2 separate regions of the Rattus norvegicus genome follow, and region 2 is linked to region 1. A link is a contact called in public HiChIP or PLAC-seq data. All regions are on one chromosome and are shown on one strand. Each heading gives the region's core, a stretch centred on a gene start, on an enhancer-like site or on the middle of the called end of the contact. The rest is flanking DNA. Distances are from core to core; before and after follow the strand shown. Region 1 holds the start of Fbxl14 (F-box and leucine-rich repeat protein 14). Region 2 holds the start of Wnk1 (WNK lysine deficient protein kinase 1).

The links. HiChIP or PLAC-seq counts read pairs in DNA pulled down with a chosen protein or histone mark.
Region 2: a contact with region 1 is called in an H3K27ac HiChIP or PLAC-seq map of oligodendrocytes, with 4 times the contacts expected there. The contact joins the promoter of Wnk1 here to the promoter of Fbxl14 in region 1. A contact is called at or near these places in 1 of 12 Hi-C or Micro-C datasets (frontal cortex) and 1 of 1 datasets of contacts at active chromatin or transcription factors (oligodendrocytes).

Annotation. Positions count from the first base shown.
Region 1 is chr4:154,333,006-154,337,410 of GRCr8, reverse strand. It overlaps Fbxl14 (F-box and leucine-rich repeat protein 14), which reads right to left and starts at 2,591. Exons shown (of 1, transcript NM_001271276.2): 1 at 1-2,591. The coding sequence starts at 2,402. The coding sequence ends at 1,200. It also overlaps a transcript of Wnt5b not described here.
Region 2 is chr4:154,923,462-154,927,771 of GRCr8, reverse strand. Wnk1 (WNK lysine deficient protein kinase 1) reads left to right here and starts at 1,625. Exons shown (of 28, transcript NM_001002823.2): 1 at 1,625-2,548. The coding sequence starts at 1,790.

The DNA.
Region 1 (4,405 bases), core at 1,342-3,841:
ACAAAAGTTTTTCAAACTCACACGTTCCTCCCATTTCATGAACAGAACACAGATAAGACATGAAGTTCAGTCTCCTCCCTTTCACATAGCCTCGGGCTCTCTGCAGACTCTGAGCTCCTAGACAGGGCTGGAAGCCTCACTGTAACCTTCTGGTGGGAAGGCTTGGAAGAGGGGTGGGATTGGGACGTCATTTGCATATATAATACTCCTTCCTCTTCAAGACTCAATCTGCATCTCAAACAAACGAAAAGGAAGTTCTGCTCTCATTCCTCCCATACATTTGTGCTATAAATTAAGTCAATCTTTAGAAACAAGGTTGGGTCATCAAAACCCAATACAAGGGGTAAAGTCATAGCCAGGATGCGGAAGTGAACACACTGGGCAGAGGGAGGTTAGGAAGAAGTCAAAACCAAAAACAGATACAAACCCAGTGGGCATCTTTCCAGTCTAGGCACAAAAATGTTTCAATCTCAAAATATCTCTCTTGTAGAATTCCAGGGCTTAAGAGAAAAAAGTAAACTAAAACGAGGTAGCCAGACACATATATATAGGACACATATATATATAGAATATATAGAATATACTCAGCAGAAAAAAAGGACTATGATTTCAAATTCTTTGAAAATTAAAAGGAAAGCAGATAAAAAAACAAAACCAAAAAAGAACAAGAACAAAACCAAAACCGAAGTGAGTCGCAGACACCGAAGGGCAGCGATGAGAGGAGACTGGCTACAATGTGGATGAAAAGGCTGCTTTAGTCGGGCTTGCTTTCTACACATTTCGAAATAAAAGCCAGATCACAGTATCCAAATGAAAGTATACGTGAAGGCAGACATCTTTCCTCAACTCCTCGGGGTTGAAACTAGTCCCTCCCCGCCCCCACCCCATTTCCAAATGCAGTGCCCCAGGATACAGTTGGCGGTGGCTGAAAGTCTCCACACCCTGCAGAAGAGTGGGCAGAGAAGCAGCAGGGTCCATCTCTCCACTCACTGCGAAAGGAGAGGAGAGTGGGTAGAGGGAGCAGAAGAACCCCAGACGCAGTGGGGAGGGGCGCCAGACTAGGAGAAAAGAGCCCAGGCTTCGCGTCATCGCCCCATCGCGGCCACTGCCCTGAATGTGTAAGTGCGCGCGTGAGGGTGCGGGAACAGTGGTGGTCCTGGGATGAACAGGGCGGGGCAGGGTAACTGGAACTGCCGCCCTCACCTGACCTTCTCACTGTCCGTCATCTGCCAAAGTCCCAGGTTAAGTACCTTGAGGCAGGGCAGCTGCGTGATGCGCTCCAGGCCGCGCTTGGTGATCCTAGTGCAGCCGTACAGGTCTATGCCTGTGAGCTGGCTCAGGTGCTCAGCGATCAGCTCCAGTCCCTTGTCCGTGATGCGCACACACTGTCCAATGTTGAGCGTGCGCAGCCCGTGCATCTGCCGCACCATGCGGTTGATGCCATCGTCACTGATATGGCAAGAGCAAAGGGAGAGGGACTTGAGGCCGTCCAGTCCCTGGGCTATGTAAGCCAGGCTCTGATCTCCCACCTTGTCACAGAATGACACATCCAGACCGGAGAGGCGCAGGCTGCCCATGGCCAAATGCATGATGCCAGTGTCGCTGATGTTGTCGCAGGAGCGCAGGTTAAGGCTGCGCAGGCTGCCCATGTGCGACAGGTGCAGAAGGCCCGCGTCCGAGATCCCGCCACAGAAGCTGAGGTTGAGGAGCCTGAGGCCCGTCAGCCCTCGCGAGATGTGCTTCAGAGAAAGATCCGTGAGTTTCTGGCAGTCCTGTAGAGTGAGCTGCTCCAGGCCCAGGCAGCCCTCGGCAGCGCTGCGCGTCATGCCGGCCAGGTGCCCGATGCCCACGTCTGAGAGATGGCGGCAGCTGCGGAGGTTAAGGCTCTTGAGGCGCTGCAGCCCCCAGGCGATGAGCAGAAGGCCGGTGTTGGTGATGTTGCTGCAGCCCCCCAGCTCTAGCACCTCCAGGCCCTTGAGGTACTGGGCTATGCGGCCCAGGCTGCTGTCTGTGATCTGCTTGCAGAGGCTCAAGTTGAGAGCGCGCAGCGAGCCGATCTCCTGCACGAACGCGTGGCCCAGGCCGTTATCGGTGAGGTTGTAGCAGCCGCTGAGGTTGAGGCTCTCGATGTTCGCCATGCCCTGGATCACGTAGCTGAGGCTGCGGCGGAGGCTGAGGATCTGCACGCGGCGGATGCCCCGGGCCTGAAGGCTGGGGAACAGCGACGGGTTCGCCCGGCGCAGGTGCAGCTTGGCCTCCACGCCCCGCCACACTGACTTGTGGTAGGCGGCGTCCCGCCAGGCCGTGCACACCTGCGCCGCGCGACCCTTGTCTCGGACGTCCAAGTAGCCGAAGATCATGGCCAGCAGCTCCGGAAACAGGCACGAGATGTGGGTCTCCATCTTCCTCCCGCCGCTACGCCGCGCCGGGTGCAGGAGGCGCGGGCGCCGCCGCCCCGGGAGGCGCCGAGAGCGGGCCGCCGCGGGCCAACGGCCGCCCCTCCCCGCCTTCCGGCCGGGCCGCCGCTCCTCCTCCCGGCGCGTCCGAGCGGCGCTTCCTTCCTGCCTCCCTTCCCGCCCCCGCGCGGCCGCTCGGGCCTCACATCCCGGCTGGGGCGGGCGCCGCGTCCGCGCCCGCGCGCCGCCGCCGCCCCGAGCCCTGCGGCATCCCGCGCCCGGCCGCGTCGCTGCTGCGCGCGCCGGCGAGGCCCGGGCCGGGCGCTCGGGCTGCGGACGGCTTCCTGCTGCCTTTGTCTGCCGTCCGCGGTTCAAACCGCCCAGCCCCGGGCTGCTGGCACTCGGCCGCTGCGCGGGGGAACTCCGAAGCCGCCGCGCGCCGCTCCTCCCAGGCCTAGGCCGCGCGGGTTCGGCTCACGGCCGCGGGCAGCGGGACGTGGCGAACTCACCGGCGTAATCGGGCCCGCGCCCCAGGAGTCGGCCAGCCGCGCTGCGCCCTTCGCGTCCTCCGCGCCGGCACCCCTGCTCAGTGGTACGCGCCCGCGCCGCCGGAACTGGCGGAGCCGTTTCCCTGGAAACCGGGCTCTGCCCTCGGCCGCGGAGGCTTAACCCCATGCGCGCCAGGATGGCTGGCAGCCTCGCCGCATCGCGCAGCCCTTAAGAGCGCCCGGTGTCCCACGGGCCGCTCCCCTCGGTGTCCACGCTCACTCCACGTCCTCTCCAGCCCGCATACTGCATCCTCTCTTGCCCGCATACTCCATCCCTTCTTGCCCGCATTACTTTAACCATCTCACCACACCCACTGCCCCAGTCGGGCAGCCTTCCCACCATTCCTTTCTCTTCAGTATTGAGTCTTAAATTGGAGGAGAAAGTGGGTTTTAGTCAGGATAGTTTGACAGTTCTCACTCTAGAAATTTCTGGAAGTTGTCCAGAGTGCCTTCGGTCTACAGTCTTCTTTTCCGTACACCCATGTGAGTTCCTTTCCCTTCCAACTTTGTGTCATAACTTCCCACCGCTTCTGCTCCTGCCTTGCTGTCTAACCTACACCTGGTTTTGTCTTTCTCTTCAGCCTCTTAGACTACAGATTGCCTGGCCCAACTGTAGGGATACCTAGTATGTCTGTAGGTGCTGACACACATATGCTGTTTGGTTTGGTTAAAGATGCACCAGCCTTGTGTTTTATGTATATTTTATGAACCTAGGGCAGAGCTCAATTCTATACAGTGTAGCCTCGGGTCTTAAATATCTGCATGAAGGATAGGATTTCAGAATTGTGTTTTTACTACCCCTGAAGAGTTTTTAGTTCAGAAAAAAAAGGATCCTGAGAATTAAGTTACAAGTTCACGCTTCTAGATATAAAACAACCTGACTTATCTGGTTTCCTTGACTCTTTGGGAACCTGAACAAGTCTTTTTAAAAATTATTATACTGTGTTTGTTTAATGGGGGAGGGAGCATGTTGCAGAGCCAGTATACAATTGAAGAAGCCATTCCTTTCCTTCTGTCACGTGGATTCCAGCATCGAACTCAGATCAGGAGACTTGGTGGTAGTAACCTTACCTGCTGACATCTTGCGCTGAACAAGATTTGGGATATGTTCCAAATTCGGAATATGATCTCCTTAGCTTTTAGCCACTCCTCTTTTCTAAGAAACAGATACTTTTTAGACCCAAGTGCATACAGAAGAACTAACAGACACAATAAGCAGTAAATCCCACCCGGAAGGTCTTTATCAGGAAATGCAGAGGCTAAAATTCTTGCAGGCCTGTATCTCACATTTCACAGTCCGTTGAGGCCTGTTGACTTTCATGACCTTCCTGAATAATAGAAAACATTGTTTGTCACCAAATAATTCGTGATGTACAGTGTAACAGTTCTGGCTATGCCTCAGTGTGCACTGTCCTCCTGGGGTCATCTGGGTTATCTTCTGTTTAAGCAGCCTCCGGGGCC
Region 2 (4,310 bases), core at 376-2,875, 590 kb before region 1:
TCACCCGCCTCTCCCCGCCCCCCACAACTCTGGTTCCCGTTAAGTTTCTGGCAAAGCAAAGAGGTCCGCTCTGATCCTGGGTTTTATTTAGTAGGCAGCCCATCTTTGCAGCCAAAGTACTTGTTTGGAAACTGGAGATGAGCATGTGGCTTTAGTTGTTGTGAAGAGAAGGATGGAATATATTTTGTCTTCCCTAACCCATCTAATCAACAGTGATCTTATGTGTACTCTTCACAAAGTTTCCCGGAACTCTTCGAACTCAGGCTCTATCCAGCTTTACCTTCTTCTTCACTCCCACACCTCTAATCACTCAACACTAAGGAGGCTCTCCATTAAAGACGAACAACAGATCATTTTTCAATCCATGGCAGCTTTATGAGCTGTCTAAGTAGAGCATGACGGAAGTCTCTCATTCTCTCTTTTCTTTTTTCTCTCCTTTCTTCTCTTCTTTTGCGATTGATTCTTAAATAATGATTTTGATAGGGAGTACTGAGTTTGGAATGGAATTGAGCGACCCAGGATGACGCTCCCATCAGGCTTTCAGAAGGGGCGGTTTTCAAAAAAGAAACTACAATTCCCAGGAGGCACCAGGCTAGAGCAATCGCAGGGCATCACGGAAGTAGTAGGCGCGTTCCTCCTAGGCCCATTTCACGGTTTTCACTCAGAAACTACAAATCCCATCGTGTCTCGAGCTCCGCACGCCTGCGCGAGAGCCCCCGAGCGCGATGTGGGCGGGGCCGCCCCGGGCGGCGGGGGGCGGGGTCCAAGCGGGCTGTGTGGAGGCTTCAGACATCGGCGCCATTTAAAGCGGAGAGTTTCCCGGGCGGACGCGTTTCTTCTGCTCGGCCATCCCGTACTCCCTTCTTCGCTGACAGAAGGCTCCTAGTGGGGTGACTGCTCTCTTCTCTCCCTTTCCCCCTCCTCCCAGTTCTTTCGGTCTCCTCTCCTCCTGGTCAGAGAAGTAGCGGAGCCCGGGCCCCGCGGTGAGCGGCCCTCCCCTCCCCACAGTTCCCTCCCTCCTCTGCCCCCGGCGCCGTCCAGAGAGGGGAAGAGGTTCGCCAGGCCCGGGGCGGGCGGGGAGGCCTCGGGGACGGGGGGGGCCGCTCCTCAGGCTTCGAGGCTTCGAGGCTTCCGCCCTCAGCATCTAGTGATGGGCGCCCTCTGAGACTGGTCCCCTCTTCGGGGCGCGTGCTGCCTGAGGCGGCGGCCGAGAGACCGGGAACCCGGGCCTCGGCCCTCCTTCCCCTGCGCGGCCCCTCCCACTCCTGTGCCCCGGGCTGCCACCGCCCGGCGTCGGGGCTCGTCCCTCGCGCGCTGTGCCTCCGCCCTCAGGGCCTATCCCGCCGTGCTCGGCGGGCGGCGGCGGCGGCGGCTGCGGCGGGAGCTTAGCCGTCTTCACTTTCGTCGCATCCGCTCGCCTGGGAGCCAATTCCGCGCCCTGCTCCTCATGACTGCGGCGCTTCTGCTGCCACAGCCCTACCGGCCTCCGCTGGCTGCAGGATGGATGCGGACTGTGCGGCGCTAACCCCCGTGGCTCCGCTCCCTCCTCGCTCGCCGACGAGCCCGCTCCGTGAGCCGCAGCAGCCTCGGTGCCAGCAGCCGCCGCAGCCGGACTCAGTGTCCCGCGTCGCCCTCGGGGCGCCTTGTCAGTGCTGAGTGGGAGTCGTCCGGTGGCTCCGAGCCCGCCGTAGGAGCGCTGCCCAGCACTTCTTGGTGGCTTCTCCGGGCCACCCTTTTCCCTTTTCATTCATAAATCCGAGCCCGCATTCTTCACTCCACCGGACCAACCATGTCTGACGGCACCGCAGAGAAGCAGAGCGGCACTCCTGGCTTCCTTTCGCCTCCGGCTCCAGTCCCCAAGAATGGCTCAAGCTCCGATTCTTCCGTGGGCGAGAAACTGGGGGCCGCGGTCGCCGACTCCGGAATTGGCAGGACAGAGGAATACCGGCGCCGCCGGCACACTATGGACAAGGACAGTCGTGGGGCGGCCGCCACCACTACCCCCACGGAGCACCGATTTTTCCGCCGAAGCGTCATCTGCGACTCCAATGCCACGGCGTTGGAGCTGCCGGGCCTCCCTCTCTCTATCCCTCAACCTAGTGTACCCGCAGTGGTGCCTCAGAGTGCTCCACCCGAGCCTCACAGAGAGGAAACTTTGACGGCCACCGTTGCTTCCCAGGTGTCTCAGCAACCCTCGGCTGCTGCCTCCCCTGGGGAACAAGCCGTTGTAGGCTCGGCCACCGCGACCGTCCCCAGCAGTACCAGCAAAGACCGCCCGGTGTCCCAGCCCAGCCTCGTGGGTAGCAAAGAGGAGCCGCCGCCGTCCAGAAGTGGAAGTGGCAGCGGTGGTGCCAGTGCCAAAGAGCCGCAGGAGGAAAGGAACCAGCAACAGGATGATATCGAAGAGCTGGAGACCAAGGCAGTGGGAATGTCCAATGACGGTCGCTTTCTCAAATTTGACATCGAAATCGGCAGAGGCTCCTTTAAGACGGTCTACAAAGGTCTGGACACCGAAACCACTGTGGAAGTCGCCTGGTGTGAATTGCAGGTAATGCCCCACCTCCCTTCTTATTCTGTTGTTTGGATCCCAAATTTGACTCGGTTAAGCCAGTTTGTCGAGTTCACTCTTTACTTGTAATTCTGTGACTCTGAGAGGAGGGCGGGGGAGGCCAGCATCCGAAGAGGTGGAAATTGGGAGATTGTGGAGCCTGTAGTTAGGTGTTTGGAAAACGATAGGAACTATTGGTGTCGAGGGATTGTTATCAGGCAGGGGATAAAACGTCATTTAAGTACAAACTTGTGTGTTTAATGTCTGCCAGGAAACATGGAATTATTGGAAAAGGGTTTCCCTCCTTGTGCTGGGGATTGAACAAGTGGGGCCTGGACAAGTGCTTTCCCACTGAGCTATATATATCCTCAGCCTTTGGGAACATTTTTTGTGTTAAGTAAATATCAAATCTTTTTGTTCCTGTGCACGTCAGTCTCATTTAAGTCTCTGCAATAATGAACTGCCTTGTGTGTGTCCATCTCTAAGATCGGGTTGTTAGACCAGACCCTGTACTTGATAGCAGCATAGACATTTAGTAGATAATAAGACAGAAATGCTTTCTAGATGTGACAGGGCATGCCTGAAAATCTCTACTACTGTAGAGGCTGAGGCAGGAGAACTTCAAGTTCAAGGCCATTCTGGACTGCATAGTAAGACATTGCCTTAAAACCATCAAAACTCTCTTTTCTTTCCCTTTAAGGATAAGTGCTTTCAGAGTAGGAGGGTACAGTATGCACCTACCTACAGGTGCTTAAGCCATGTGGCTAGCTGTGATCTGACACTTCATTAGAGTGTCTGTTCTTGGTCCTATTCAGTCCATACTGAGTAGTAAAAGTCCATGCAGAATTGTATAAGTGCTTTGAAAGTTGTGACAGTACCATCATTATTGTAATATTGTTATGAAAGATTATTGTGACGGTGTCCTAAAGTATAGCCCAGACTGTCCTGAACTTGTTGATCCCTCAGCCTCACCCTCCAGAATGCTAGGATTATAAACTTCATGCCACTATGCTAGGGATATAAAAGATTTTTAAATGAAACTTCCCGAAAGTCTGAAGGATTACAGTGCTTTTTTTTTTTTTTTTTTTTTTTTTTTATCTCAGGGAAAATTCCAGGTTATAAATAAAGTGCAGGTATATTCTAGACTTAAATAGATTAGTTTGGACTATTTGCTTGATTTATTATAGCAACAAACAGTTGTTATTATAAAGCATCTGTGTAAATATTGGTTTGTTTGAATCCAGAAATGAACTTTAGTGGTGGAAGCAGAATTTCAGCTACATCATTTCTTGTCAAGAAAATGAACCAAACTGAAATAGGATTGGAAAGTAACTGAAGTAATCTCAGAACTTGATTTACCTAAGAACTAATAAACAAACAACTTGATTTCCAGATGACCCAAGGCCATATGAAATGTGAAATGTTAGGCATTTGCTTCTAAATATCTAATAAAGGCGAGGGGAATGTAGCTAGTAATTTCCCAGCTTCAACAATTATTAGCACATGATTGTTCAGTGCAAGGTAGTCGATTAAGCTTTCCCCTCTACTTTCCTATATGCTTGAAATTTCCTTTATTGGAAATTGCGTGTTTATTTTGTTTTTATTTTTAAAATGTGAAAGAAAGTTAACACAGCATGTGGAAGCAAACTTGAAACTGGAAAGTTCTTCAGTAACATATAGTTCCTTGAGCTCAACATTTAAAATGGAACTTCTAAGCACAATATGAAGTAAAATAATGCCTTGTTAATTTTATAGTGGATTA